Linked DNA regions of Mus musculus: region 1 is linked to region 2. The links are chromatin contacts, called in public promoter capture Hi-C maps. All regions are on one chromosome and are shown on one strand. Each heading gives the region's core, a stretch centred on a gene start, on an enhancer-like site or on the middle of the called end of the contact. The rest is flanking DNA. Distances are from core to core; before and after follow the strand shown.

Evidence for each region. Promoter capture Hi-C pulls out the DNA fragments that hold promoters and counts their contacts.
Region 1: a contact with region 2 is called in a promoter capture Hi-C map of macrophages, with 5 read pairs. The contact joins the promoter of Oosp2 here to the promoter of Ms4a6d in region 2. A contact is called at or near these places in 1 of 39 promoter capture datasets (macrophages), 1 of 115 datasets of contacts at active chromatin or transcription factors (the HPC-7 cell line) and 1 of 9 other capture datasets (adipose tissue).

What each region holds. Positions count from the first base shown.
Region 1 is chr19:11,658,374-11,665,446 of GRCm38.p6, reverse strand. It overlaps Oosp2 (oocyte secreted protein 2), which reads left to right and starts at 4,888. Exons shown (of 4, transcript NM_001037634.3): 1 at 4,888-4,995. The coding sequence starts at 4,920.
Region 2 is chr19:11,602,177-11,609,379 of GRCm38.p6, reverse strand. It overlaps Ms4a6d (membrane-spanning 4-domains, subfamily A, member 6D), which reads left to right and starts at 4,576. Exons shown (of 7, transcript NM_026835.2): 1 at 4,576-4,706; 2 at 6,072-6,234. The coding sequence starts at 6,088. It also overlaps the pseudogene Gm24599.

The sequences.
Region 1 (7,073 bases), core at 3,639-6,138, 56 kb before region 2:
CCAATGGCCTTCCATGGCCTCTCACAGTGCCAAGCCTCATCTGTTCTTCACAACCCCATTCATGCCTTCAAAACCAGTACCACCTGAGTGGCTCTTACAGGTTACCAAGTACAGCTGCAGCATGAGGTACAATATTGGCTATCTCTGGAACAAAGTTTCTTTGTGCTCTCAGAAAACACTTCCCAGAAGATTTCACCTCGGTGATGCTGGTCTCTTCTTAATCACCACTAATTTTTTTTTTTTTTAGCTCCATCTAACCAGCATCAGTTGTCCCAGTAGTTCCTTCTATTCATGACTCTAAATCCAGAGCCAAATAGCCAATACTTCTGAGTTCTGTTGCTTGCTGGAGCTGGAACATGGTTAATATCCACTTATCAGGGAGTCCATACCATGTATGTTCTTTTGTGTCTAGGTTACCTCACTCAGGATGATATTTTCTAGTTCCATCCATTTGCCTACAAAATTCATGAAGTCATAGTTTTTTCATTATTTTTATTAGATATTTTCTTTATTTACATTTCATATGTTATCCACTTTCCTAGTTTCCCCTCCAAAACCCCTCTCCCCCTATCAACTATCCCTCCCCCTGCTCACCAACCCACCCATTCCCACCTCCTGGCCCTGGCATTCCCCTATACTGGGGCATATTGCCTTCACAGGACCAAGGACCTCTCCTCCCATTGATGACTGACTAGGCCATCCTCTGCTACATATGCAACTGGAGCCATGAGTTCCACCATGTGTACTCTTTGGTTGGTGGTTTAGTCCCTGGGAGCTCTGGGGTACTGGTTAGTTTATATTGTTGTTCCTTCTATGGGGCTGCAAAACCCCTTCAACTCCTTGGGTCCTTTCTTTAGCTCCTTCACTGGGGACTCTGAGCTCAGTCCAATGGTTGGCTGTGAATATCCACTTCTGTATTTGTCAGGCACTGGCAGAGCCTCTCAGGAGACAGCTATATCAGGCTCCTGTCAGCAAGCTCTTGTTGGCATCCACAGTAGTGTCTGGGTTTGGTGATTGTATATTGGATGGATCCCCAGGTGGGGCAGTCTCTTCCTTCAATCTCTGCTTCACACTTTGTCTCTGTAACTCCTTCCATGGGTATTTTGTTGCCCCTTCTAAGAAGGACTGAAGCATCCACACTTTGGTCTTCCTTTTTCTTTAGTTACATGTGGTTTGTGAATTGTATCTTGGGTATTCTGAGCTTCTGGGCTAATATCCACTTATCAGTGAGTGCATATCATGTGTGTTCTTTTGTGACTGGGTTACCTCACTCCGGATGATAACCTCCAGATCCACCCATTTGCCTAAGACTTTCATAAATTCATTGTTTTTAAATAGCTGCATAGTACTCCATTGTGTAAATATACCACATTTTCTGTATCCATTCTTCTGTTAAGGGACATCTGGGTTATTTCCAGCTTCTGACAAGTTTGCCCCCAAGGTAGAAGAGTGCTGACCAGAAGGACTTGGAGCCACTCGTTGGGCGGTGTTCCTGCATCCCTGGATCCTTCTGGTTCTAGTCACTCCCAGTGGTGTTGAAACAGATGTTGTGTTCTACTCACAGGTGATCCTAAGATCCTGGGCATGCAAAAGTGCCTGAGAGTGGAGACTACTCTGGTGACTGTCAGACTGTCAGCTGAGTTTGCACCCAAGATAGACCAGTGCTGACCGGAAGGAAGTCATAGTTTTTAATAGCTGAGCAGTATTATATTGTATAATGTACCACATTTTCTGTATCCATTCTTCCATTGAGGGACATTTGGGTTGTTTCTAGCCTTTGGCTATTAATATTAAGGTGGCTATGATCATAGTGGAGCATGCATCCTTGTTATATGTTGGAGCATCTTTTGGGTATATGCCCAGGAGTGGTATAGCTGTGTCTTCGGGTAGAACTATTTCCATTTTTTTTTTCTGAGGAACCACCAGATTGATTTCCAAAGTGGTTATACCAGCTTTCAATCCCAGAAACAATGGAGGAGTATTCCTCTTTCTCCACATCCTCTCCAGCACTCGATGTCACCTGAGTTTTTAGAACTTTTAGAAGTTTTGAGAATCTTAGCCATTCTGAATAGTGTGAGGTGGAATCTCTGTCATTTTGATTGCATTTCCCTGATGATTATGGATGTTGAACATTTCTTTAGGTACTTCTAGGCACTTGAGATTCCTCAGTTCAGAATTCGTTGTTTAGCTCTGTACCCTATTTTCATTGGGTTATTTGGTTTTCTGGAGTTCTTTTTATTGTTTAGATATTAGCCCTCTATTGGATGTAAGATTGATAAAAATCTTTTCCCAATCTGTAGGTTGCCCTATTTTTCATTGGGTTATTTGGTTTTCTGGAGTTATTTTTATAGTTTAGAGATTAGCCCTTTATTGGCTATAGGATTGATAAAAATCTTTTCCCAATCTGTAGGTTGCTGTTTTGTCCAATTTACAGTGTCCTTTGCCTTACAGAAGCTTTTCAATTTTATGAGGTCCCATTGTCAATTGTTGATCTTAGAGCTTGAGCCATTGGTTTTCTGTTCAGGAAAATTTCCCCTGTGCAGATGTGTTTGAGGCTATTTCCCACTTTCTCATCTGTTAGATTCAGTGAATCTGGTTTTATATGTAGGTCTTTGATCCACTTGGGCTTGAGCTTTGTACAAGGAGATAAGGGATCAACTTGCATTCTTCTACATGCAGACTGCCAGTTAGACCAGCAGCCTTTGTTGAATATGCTTTCTTTCTTACTTTTCTCTCTCTTTTTCCCCCCATGGGTATGTTTTTAGTTTCTTTGTTAAAGATCAAGTGACCATAGGTGTGTGGGTTTATTTCTGGGTCCACTGAAACTAATAGAAGAGAAAGTGGGGTCAGCCTTGAACACATGGACACAGGGGATATTCTTCTGAACAGAACACCATTGGCTTGTGCTGTAAGATCAAGAATCAACAAATGGGACCTCATAAAACTGCAAAGTTTCTGTAAGGCAAAGGACACTGTCAATAAGACAAAAAGGTAACCAACAGATTGAGTAAAGATCTTTACCAATCCTATATCTGATAGAGGGTTAACATACAATATATACAAAAAACTCAAGAAGTTAGACTCCAAGAATCAAATAACTCTATTAAAAATGGGTTACAGTACTAAACAAAGAATTCTCAACTGAGGAAACTCAAATGATCAAGAAGCACCTAAAGAAATGTTCAACATCCTTAGTCATTAGGGTGCAAATCAAAAGAACCCTGAGATTCCGCCTCACCCCATTCAGAATGGCTAAGATCAAAAACTCAGGTGATAGTACAGCATGCTGGTGAGGATGTGGAGAAAGAGGAACACTCCTCCATTGCTGGTGGGATTGCAAGCTGGTACAACCACTCTGGAAATCAGTCTGGTGGTTCCTCAGAAAATTGGACATAGTATTACTTGAGAACCCAGCTGTACCACTTCTGGACATATACCCAAAAAATGATCCAATATATATTACAGCCACATGCTCCACTATGTTCATAGCAGCTTATTTATAACAGCCAGAAGCTGGACATAACCCAGATGTCCCTCAACAGTAGAATGGATAAAGAAAATTTGGTACATTTACACACTGGAGTACAACTCAGCTATTAAAAACAATGAATTCATAAAATTCTTAGGCAAATGGATAGTGAGTGAGGTACCAAATCACAAGAGAACACACATGGTATGCACTCACTGATAAGCAGATATTAGCCCCAAAGCTTGGAATACCCAAGGTACAGTTCACAGACCACATGAAGCTCAAGAAGAAAGAAGACCACAGTGTGGATGTTTCAGTCCTTCTTAGAAGAGGGAACAGAATTCTCATGGGAGCAAATATGGAGATCAAGTGTGGAGCAGAGACTGAAGGAAAGGCCATCCAGAGAGTACCCTACCTGGGGATCGAGGCCATATCCAGTCACCAGTCGCAGACAGTATTGCGAATGCCAAAAAGTGAGTGCTGACAGGAGCTGTCTCCTGAGAGGCTCTGCCACAGCCTAGCAAATACAGAGGTGGATGCTCTCAGCTAACCATTGGACTGAGCATGGTATCCCCAATGGAGGAGTTGGAGAAAGGACTGAATAATCTGAAGGGATTTGCGACCCATAGAAAGAACAACAATACCAACCAACCAGACCCCTCCCCCCCACCAGAGCTCCCAGGGACTAAACTACCAAGAAGGAACCCATGGCTCCAGCTGCATATGTAGCATAGGATGACCCTGTCAGGCATCAATGGGCGAAGAGGCCCTTGGTCTTGTTAAGGCTCTATGCCCCAGTGTAGGGGAAAGGCAGGGCAGGGAGGTAGGAGTGGGTTGGTGGGTGAGGGAGCACCCTCATAGAAGCAGGGGCAGGGACGAGCCAGGAAAGGGGATAACATTTGAACTGTAAACAAAGAAAATATCCAATAAAAAAAAACCCTATTTCCAACAACATAATGGTTAGTGTCAATATTGTAATTGGAGGCATTTAGATGACCTTAACAATCCATTGCAAATAGTTATCAATTGAAACATTTAAAAATTTTTAAATTTCTTCTTTGAAAAATCCATACACTATACAGTGTATTTTTATAATATTTACTCCTGGCTCTAGCCCTCTAATTTTCTAATTTCCTTAGCTCTAGCCCTCTTTCCATCCCCACCCCCAAACTTCTGTCTTCTTTTTGTGATACTTTATCGAATCTAATTTGTGCGGCATAGTGGTGGGACCATCCACTAGAGCATGATCCACTTATGTATGCTTCTTTGAGATTTGTGGAGTAAATAATCTGGAAAACCTGAGTTTTAAGTAGTTAGCACATCACCTCTACAGCCTACTTCAACAAGAAAAATGAAGGCAGCTGAGCACGGGCTGCCATACAAAATCACTTAAATCAGCCATGTCTGTTCCTTTTTGTTTCTAAGTGGTGCTGTTCGGGAAGTCTGCCGGATGGGGGTCTCTATGGCTTTAGAGGTCCTGGTTTATCTTGCTGTCTTGGTTTGGACTTGTGCTTGGGACATTGACGGTAAGTGAGCACTTGGAGATACTTCCTAGAAAGGGTAATGATTGATTGCTTGCCATGCAGGTTCCTATGAAGGATACTTCCTTGATAAAGCAGTGTGGAGTGATTGCTTTCAATGCAGGTCTTTTTACTCCCTACAGAGCTGTGATGTTGCTATAAATTTTCTGGAATACAAATACTTTCGGGTAAAGCAGACTTGCAAATTTACATGTTTCCTCTTTTTGCCTAATGTCTACGTTCTCAGACATCCTCTCTTCCTATGCTTTGGTATTTTCTGTATAATGTATCTCATTTACAGAAGTATTCCATGGCTCTGCATCTAAGTCTGCCTTTTCAAATCTACTGCCAATTATCTGTACTTTGATAGTTTGAAATTAGTGCCACTGTATCTCTGAAACTGACCTTCCTATGTCTAGAATCTCCATATTTCTTCTTCATGATATTGCTTTCTGTTCTTTTAATAGTATTGCCCTAGCTGGTTGTGATGATACACGCCTATATAATTCTAGTACTCGTGAAGGTGAAGCTAGTGAATCAGGAGTTCAAAGTCAGCTTTGGCTGTATAGCAATTTTGAGGCTAGCCTGGGCTGCAGAAACACACACACACACACACACACACACACACACACACACACACACACACACACAAACGTACTGCTCTGCCAGTCACTCATATCAGATGGTGATGGTCCTAAGAAGCCATGAAGACCAACATAAAGCAAGTCTGTCGTGTTTAAAGGTTCATTTTTAAAGGTTCATCTTTCCCCCATCTCACCTAGAATCAAGATCCTCCTAGTTTTAACATCTGACTAAATGCTAGCTTTTCCAAGGCAGAATTCCTGTGTTGTTATTATTATTTACAAAGTTGGCTTGTCTATTGCTATTGTTAGAAGTGGAGTTTCCTGTAGAACTGAAATACAGGTTTCTTATCTGTCTGTTTGGCTTGGAGACCTTGTAGGAGTGAGGACCATATTCGGGTTCTGGTATCCTTTCACTTTACAATGAGGTCTTTAGGCTAGTGCAGCAGTTAATGGCTGAAATAGACAGCACATGCAGAGGAAGTGGTAACTAGCAGATTCCAGCTTCCTGGAACAGATTGAGCAAGGTATCTGTGCCCTGGTCCTAATTACTGTTTGGGGTCAGGAAGAATTGCTTAAGTTGATGATTCAACAGCTATGTGTGGTTCTCAGTAATTTTTCAGATGTTGGAGGAACCACCATAAAGTGTCCAACTGACTGAAATGTGGTGATAGGAGGCGGGAGTAGAGCTTAAAAGAATGGACTTTCAGTATGCCTAGGTCCAGTTACTTTTTAAAAACCAGTTTTAATCTTAGGTGTTGATATATATATTTCTTTCTTTTAAGGAAGCTCTTCCCGATTCTCCTATTTAGGGCATAGAATAACATTTTAAGCACACAAAGACATAGATGTAAAACACCTGCCTTCCTCCCCCAAACTTACCTTGTCTTCTTAATGATGACTTATCTCCAAAGACCAAAAACTCATAGGCCCCACTGATTTTTGGAGGTTGCAGTAGCCTCATACTCATTGACCGCATATATTTTCCATTATGGGAAGTTCCTCCCAATGCATCCATTAAAAGTAACTTTCGTGGTTGGCTTCCTGGAGATCTCCATGTATAGGCTAAGAGTAAGTTTTACCTGAGGGTGAATTTCCCAGCACTGTAAAGCTGTGAGGAGGTTGCGTTTTCTCTCTTCAGACTCCTTTCTCTCATGGCTGAGTTCCTCTGGAGCATATTTTCTCTTCATCTCCTCACAAAGGTTGTGGGGATAAAGTATTCCCTTTCACACACTCCTGAATATAGCACCTTTTGTACAATTTCAGTTCTTCAGAAGGAAAGAAATCATAGGTGATTTTATTTTTTCATCCTTGATGTTGCTGGGTTTCACCTGTGAAATATCAGATATCTATCTATGTATGTGGGAATAACTAAGCAGATGTATTTTGAAAATAATGATAATCTCCAAATCCTTCATAGGCTCTTTTTTTTGTGGCAGAATATGACTTAAAAATAATTTATTGTATAAATTATCTATTTTTGGTGTTTTACATTTTTTTTGC
Region 2 (7,203 bases), core at 3,327-5,826:
GAGTAGTCCGGGGCACAGGCAGCAAAGAATCACACTTCCAGACTTTGGCCAGGGCCTTTTCTCTTTGGGTCTTGTGATCTAGAGGATATGTTTGGAACTTGGACTTCCATTTCTTACATTCCTCAGTATGAATTTATTTTTAGGGTAGGAATTATTTGTGATCATTTAAAGTACAGTAGACTTCTGTGTTGATGTGTGCCCCTCTTTCCTTGGATGCAAAGTAACCTGTTGGAACCCTGGTAGGCTTGGTTCAAGCATTTTCTATTGCATTGTAATCAGTTACACAAACCTAGAAACTTAAATAAACCCCCACATCTTTATTGACACTCAGCATCCATGTGTCAAGATAGGGATATAGTTTTGTCAAGTGCTTGCTTATAAGTTGTAGGCTATGCTTGTGCTGTTGGATGGATTGCCGTGTCCTATAGTGATTCTGGTTCTCTTTCATGATCACAGGGCAGAATTCATTTCTTTACTGGTTTAGAATGAATGGTAGTGTACTTTGAGAAAACAGGGAAGCAAAGATGTCAAGTTCTTTTGAGTTTTTTTTTCTTTGAATTGGCACACCTAATTATTCTAGGTTCATGTATAATAATATCCTCTATGATAGAATCAAAGTCAACTGATCATTATGGCGATTAATCATTTTTGTGTGAGGGCTGGAGAGACAGCTCAGCAGTTAAGAGGACTGACTGCTCTTCCAAAGGTCCTGAGTTCAAATCCCAGCAGCCACATGGTGGCTCACAACCATCCATAATGAGATCTGATGCCCTTTTCTGGTGCATCTGAAGACAGCTACAGTGTACTTAGATATAATAATAAATAAATCTTTAAAAACATATTTTTTTGTGTGAACTTAATCAGATCTGCAACCAATGAAGAGAGATTCTGGAGGGCAGTCTTTAAGGGGATTTCAAAGGAGGATTAACTGGATGGAGAATACTCTCCCTGATTGTAAGTGGGCAATATCTTCCCACAGCAATACAGAAATAGAGGGTTGGAAAGAAGAGGTGCTGCCACCTGCTGGTGTAGTTTTGCACATCGGCTCTGTTATTATTGCTGCTGCTCCCATTATTGGCTGCCAAACTGAACCCAACTTCTTTGGCCTTCCAACATAGACTAAAGATTAGCAGATCTCCAGGAATCCCCCAGGCTTTCAGTGCCAGATTGAGACTGTGAAGACATCAAGCTTCATGGGCTGAGTGACTCGTCTCCTCTGCACTGTTTAACTGCTTAGCTGGGATCATGTAAACTCATCTAATAACTTCCCTTTGCAATATATAAATATATGTATATATAATACATACACATTCATTCTCTCAGTTCTGCTCCTCTAGAGAATTCTGGCTAAGACATTGACCATCTCACAGAAGTGGTATCACATTTTATACACAGGTGTGCCCCACACAAATGAAGAGAAAATATTAGTGAAGAGTGTTGAATGACATCCTGACATTAATGGTGGCACAATGACTAAAGAAAAGCTGCTCTTTCCACAATCCCTGTTTCAAAATATGCCACCTCATAGAACATTCCATGATGTTGAGAATTCTAGAGGTTTCTAGATTTTACTCCAACATCTTGTTACAATAAATTTCTCTGGGATACTGAAAACACATCAGGAATCCATCTTCTCTTTCAGTCTGGGCACATCTGGCCATTGTTTTACTATGAGACCTGCAGAAGATTCTTCTGGCTTGAAATCAGGAAATGGGATGAAGTAGATGGTGCAAAAAGTATGCCAATTGTATCCTACAGAGTTTGATGACTTCTGAGTGAAGTGGCTAGTAAGCCCCAGAGCTGCTCACTAACCTTATGACCCCTGGATCCAGAGGGACAGGCACAAGTCATAGCCAATAATAAAATAATAGTTTCTGGTGTGTCACTTGTGTGTCAGCAGGTGGCAGAGAGGAAAGAGGCTAGGTCTATACTAGGTCTACACTAGGTCTGCACTCAGTGTTCTGAGCTTTGAACATCTGAATGATTAGTAGCCTAACATTCCTTGAAAAAAGTGAGCCTGAAATGATCACCAGTCTGATGCCAGGCAGGACTGGATGGGTTCCCAGGGTGGAGAGCACGACAGAGACTAGAAGGACCCCACATGGGACTGTACACCCTGGGAAAGAGTAAGCCTGTGATAGAAGAAGGAATAACTGGGAGGTAGGGGTCAAGGAGTGTGCCTAAGATGACCACAAGACTGGTGTCATGGGGCTTGGACATGCATCCAGCCTGAAATGATCATCAGTTGGATGCCCCACACGTGTGATCCTGTAGACCGTGACCGAGATGATTCCTGTCTGGTTCCATAGTGCATAACTGAGGCTTGGCATTCCTGAGACCACTCCTGAGATGCTCAGGTGCTCAGAGACCCCTGGCACCACCAAAAGGAGCAAGCAAGTGGAGGAGAAATTGAAGAGAAAGAGAAACAGAAGGGTGTGGGCACAATGGAGAGAAGCAGAGCTGGAGACTCCAGGGTAGTGAGGAACAGCCAGATGTGAGTGCCAGTGATGCCACTTGGGACCATGGTGGGGTCCTGGCCTGTGCAGCTGCCATGGACCACATCTGGGTCTGAGGCCCTACAGCAGCAGAAGTCTGTCACGAGTGAAGGCTAAGCAGATGTCTCTGGTCTGGGCTGCTGATTGGGGACATCTTGATATCTGAGGTCTCATCTGAGCATCTTGAGAGAGTTGGCTCTGGTGGGCTAAGAGCAGGAAAGCTGACTTCGCCCCTAGCCAGCTCAAGTTCTCAAAAGAGTAGGGCCCACACTTGAGGAGTTGCAGGTGAGCAGCCTTCAAGGATAGGAGCATAGGAGTCTCCCTTGTGTGGCAGGAACAAGGAAGAGACAGCCTCCTCCTACCTCTCCCCTCACCACCTTTGGCAGGTAGAAGACCTGGCCCTGGGATCATGAGAGCTGGAGAGCTAGACTTACCCCCACCCCCAGATGCAGCACTTAGGGTGAGACCTGCACCTCACCTGGTCAGCACAGTAGAGCTGACCCGGATGTGGGGTCTGCCAGTGAGTGGGCCCCAAGGGTGTAAACATGTCTGCAACTAGCTTGCCATGAGACAGAGTGGGTGATGGAGAGATACCTTCTCCCTCCCTCTTCCTTTGCCATCTATGGCAGGTGGGAGAGCTGGCCCCAGGGTTCTGAGAGTGTGAGAAGTGGTCCTGTCCCTCACTGGCATTTGCCAGTGAGCTGCACCAAGGGCCTGAGAGCTTGTGATCTGACAAGCTCATAAACTTCTCAGGCCCAGGTTCAGGGCTTTGAATTGACCCACCCCAATATCTACCTCATCGATGAACAGCTGGAGTGTATGAAGGGAGTGGTCCTATAGATCCAAAGCTATAAGATCTCCATGACACAGGGCAACAGGATATCTGAGAGGAGTCCCAGTGAGGTTTCAGTATTGATAGAATAGCAGAAGTCAGAGGTCTCATACCAGACCAAGAATCATTGCAACAGATATTTTCAAGCAAATAAATTTAGACAAAAGGGAATACTGTGGGATACACTGTGACACACTACAGCTTCCACAATGAGATTTTTTTTTCTTTGCTGGGGGGAGATGGCAAGGGTGGAGGACAGGTACCAGAGGAGGGGGAGGTAAGTGGGGCTGTGGTACATGATGTGAAATTTGCAAAGAATCAATAAAAGAAAAAAAAACAGTGCCCATGAGACCATTGGGTATTCATGTCTATTTTTGCCCCCCCTTTTTTGATTGGAAGTGTTTCCTGGTAACTGTCTAACTACCAAAGAAAAACTTAGTTGTATTCTAATAGTGATCTAGATTTTTGAGCTTTGCAGAAATCATTAAATATTTTGTTAAGTTCATTGATTAAAGCCTTTATAAATGTAGCATATTATTTATTTACCTGTAGATTTTAGTTTTTAACCCCATGCATGATCCCTCTAGCATGGAGTAGTTACAGAGCTGAGAAAAGCTACTCTGACTGACATTCTACTTAACACCACAAGATCACTGGCCTTGGGGAATATGACGTCTAACTCTGTTCATCTTCCTTGTTCCATCTCTGCCACAACTTTCATGACTCATAAGTTTGGGAAGAACGGAAGTTTTTGCTTGGTTTTGTGATACTCATATCATTGTGGGCCAAGATGGAATGTGCAGAACTCCACTGACACTAAGTCAGGATCTGAAGGCAATGCTATCCTTCGCAGACGCAAACCAGCTCGGAAGAAGAACACCTTTGTCAGTTTTCATAACAACTTGGTTCACTCTGTCCATTGGCACCCAATAGACACGTAAGCATAATGCACACTGAGGATCAGATCAGAAATTAGGGTCTCTGAGATGCTCAGCAGGTTCAGCTCTGCCACTGAATGTGTATTCTAGATCTAGGATAATTAGAGAGACACAAAATTCAAACCAGTGATAAAAATGTCAGTGCTGTCATGATGATATTTTATGGGAAGGAAAAGTAACCTACAAGTCTCCCAGAACTGGTCCAATTAGTCATTTTCCTGGTTACTGGAAGTCTATGAAAAAGGAAGTAAAGGCACATTCACATGTCCAGACTGTAAGCGCCACTTCCTGTGCAGTGAGCACAGAAGAAGGAAGGGCTGGGACAGTTAGAACTTCACAAGAAGGAACCAAGGATCAGACTGAGAAAACCCATAGTTAAAGCTCTTGGGGTTTCTGAGAGCTCAGCTGGAAGTGACTGGGTGACAAGGCGCACAGGCTCAGGTAGGCAACCCTGAAGAGAAATTCCTTTGTACAGCACTCTATTTCTGGGACTGCACTGTAAGAGATTGCTGGTGCTTATGGAAGCAATAGAGACACTGGGACACTTCAGAACTAAATGGGCAAACGGAATGGGTATTGGGTTTATATCGGTCCTGGCTGGTTTTAGTTCCATGATCTTGGTGGTCACTGTCCTAAGGTCATGTAATTAACAAAAGCAGAGCTCTTGTACCTGCAAAGGCTTTTAAGCCATTCACTAATTAGGCAGTCTAAGGTCTGAGAGTGGAACAGAAAAGAGAGGCAAACTGAGCTCAGAAACCAATTCCACAGGCAACTTGGTTCTTCCTAACAAGGGCACAGTTCTAATCTTGAACCTCAGGTTACAACTCCAGGGCTTCTCACTCTGCATTCAGGTGCTTCTCCACACTGAGGAGACTTAGACACAGGCTGCCGCAGGCAGGTGGGAAAATAGGGTGAGGAACCAGAGACAGAGACAGCTGGGATCCAGCACCCAACTGTGTGTAGGCAACTGGTTAATAACAAAAACTTTAAATATCTATTTAGCATCAAGCCTATGTCATTATAAAATCATGTGTTATTTTCACACATGAATCAAAATTTACCTCTGAAATTCTTTTTTGATTATGACATTACTAACAAATAGAATTACTGTGAGGGTTCTAAACTATGATGAAATATGCTGGAAATAACACTATGAGACAAACAATGAACAAATAGCTCTCAGTAGTTTGAGTAGTAGCATAAATTGGAAAAGATTGAAGATCAAATTTTAATTATATCTCAAGACTGGTAGAACAACCTGAGGATAAAACTCATCAGAATAAGGGACAGTGCACTCAAACATGATAGCAACTAGGAAATTAATGCTACATTTTGAAAGTCTTTTTATTATAGCTCTTTGTGTGTATATGTGTGTATGCATGCAGGTGAATGTGTGTTAAGGCAAATCTGCAGGTCACAGACAGCTTGCAATGAATCTCTCCTGCTACATGGGTCCAGCAGATCGAACTCAGACCTTCAGGCTTGAAGTCAAATGCCTTTATTTGCTGAGTCATTTCAACAGTTCCAATCTACAAGTTTTATGTAAACATTTGGCTCTGTTCACTGGGATCAGTGGGAGTTGTCATGTTATGTATATATTCATTGTCTAAAAACAACCCTCTATCTCAAGCAGAAAAAAAAAATCCTTCTGAATCTAAGGTTTGGGATTTTACATTTTCTTTAGTCTTCTAGTTTCTTCCCTTGGAGGATAAGTCAAGAATGCAGTAAGGTACTCACCTACAGATTTGAGAGTGGGAAGATGGGTGTGCAGTTCTTTGTAAGAGCTAAGTCCATTTTCTCTTCCAGCCGTGGAAGCTCCATCATGATTCCACAAGTAGTGACCAGTGAGACTGTCACAGTGATTTCACCAAATGGAATCAGCTTTCCCCAAACAGACAAACCCCAGCCTTCCCACCAGAGCCAAGACAGCCTGAAGAAACATCTAAAGGCTGAGATCAAAGTGATGGCGGTAAATTCCACACAGAACACCCTGGGGTGGTTGGAGGGCAGAGGGAGAGGCTCTATGTATTAGGACCAGAGATAAATTTAGGGGTGGGAAGCCTTAAGTTTTGACAGAGTGATCACAGAGTGGTCTGTAGACTGGTGGAAGCCCCTTGGAATGCTGCTTACATCTCTAAGACTTTCCACAAACTGGCAAGTATTTACCCTGTTTTAACATGCTTGCGCTGTAATTCAATGACCTTATTCCAGCAGCCATTGAGATTTTGTTCTTTTTTATCATTATTATTTTTGGATAGTACTTGCTAAGTATTTTATTTATGAAAACATTTGTAGCTACATTCTATGTGCTCATTGAGTACAGAACATCCTTCTCCTCTTTAGTGAGAAGAGATGATAAAAAAAAAAAAAAGACCATTGGTTCATTTCTCTGTGCTCCTCCAGGACATACTAACAAGACTTTTAGGTACAGGGAGATGAGAAAGAACATATATTTTGTGCTATGAGGAAAGATGAAGGTGTTTTGTCAGTGTTGTTTCTACGAAACACACTGCATGGGCCTCTGTGTTACTCAGTCCCAAAACTTAATGGAACTGATGGTCTTAGCTTAGACATACATTTAATTCTCTGGATTTCTTTGAAGCTCATGTAACAAAACATTTATAAATTTGCTTAATCAAAATTACAACTGTTGTGAGTCTTGAGGTAAAGAAGGGCATCAGGAAGATAAAATTTCCCTTTTAATATAGAGGCAAGGGATTACCAGACCGGACACCGGGACTGAAGGTGCTGTGGAGCAGGGCAGAGAGGCTAGTCCTATGTGGTGTTCTGTGGGATCTGCATGATGTGTGGAGAGGTTTCCACATTCCAGTTCTCAGTGAGTGGGCTTTCAGATACCTCTTCATCCCACAAGAGGGAGCAGGAGACTTCCTAACTATGCACTGAAGTTCAGCCCCAGCCAGAAGATGCCAGAAGGGGT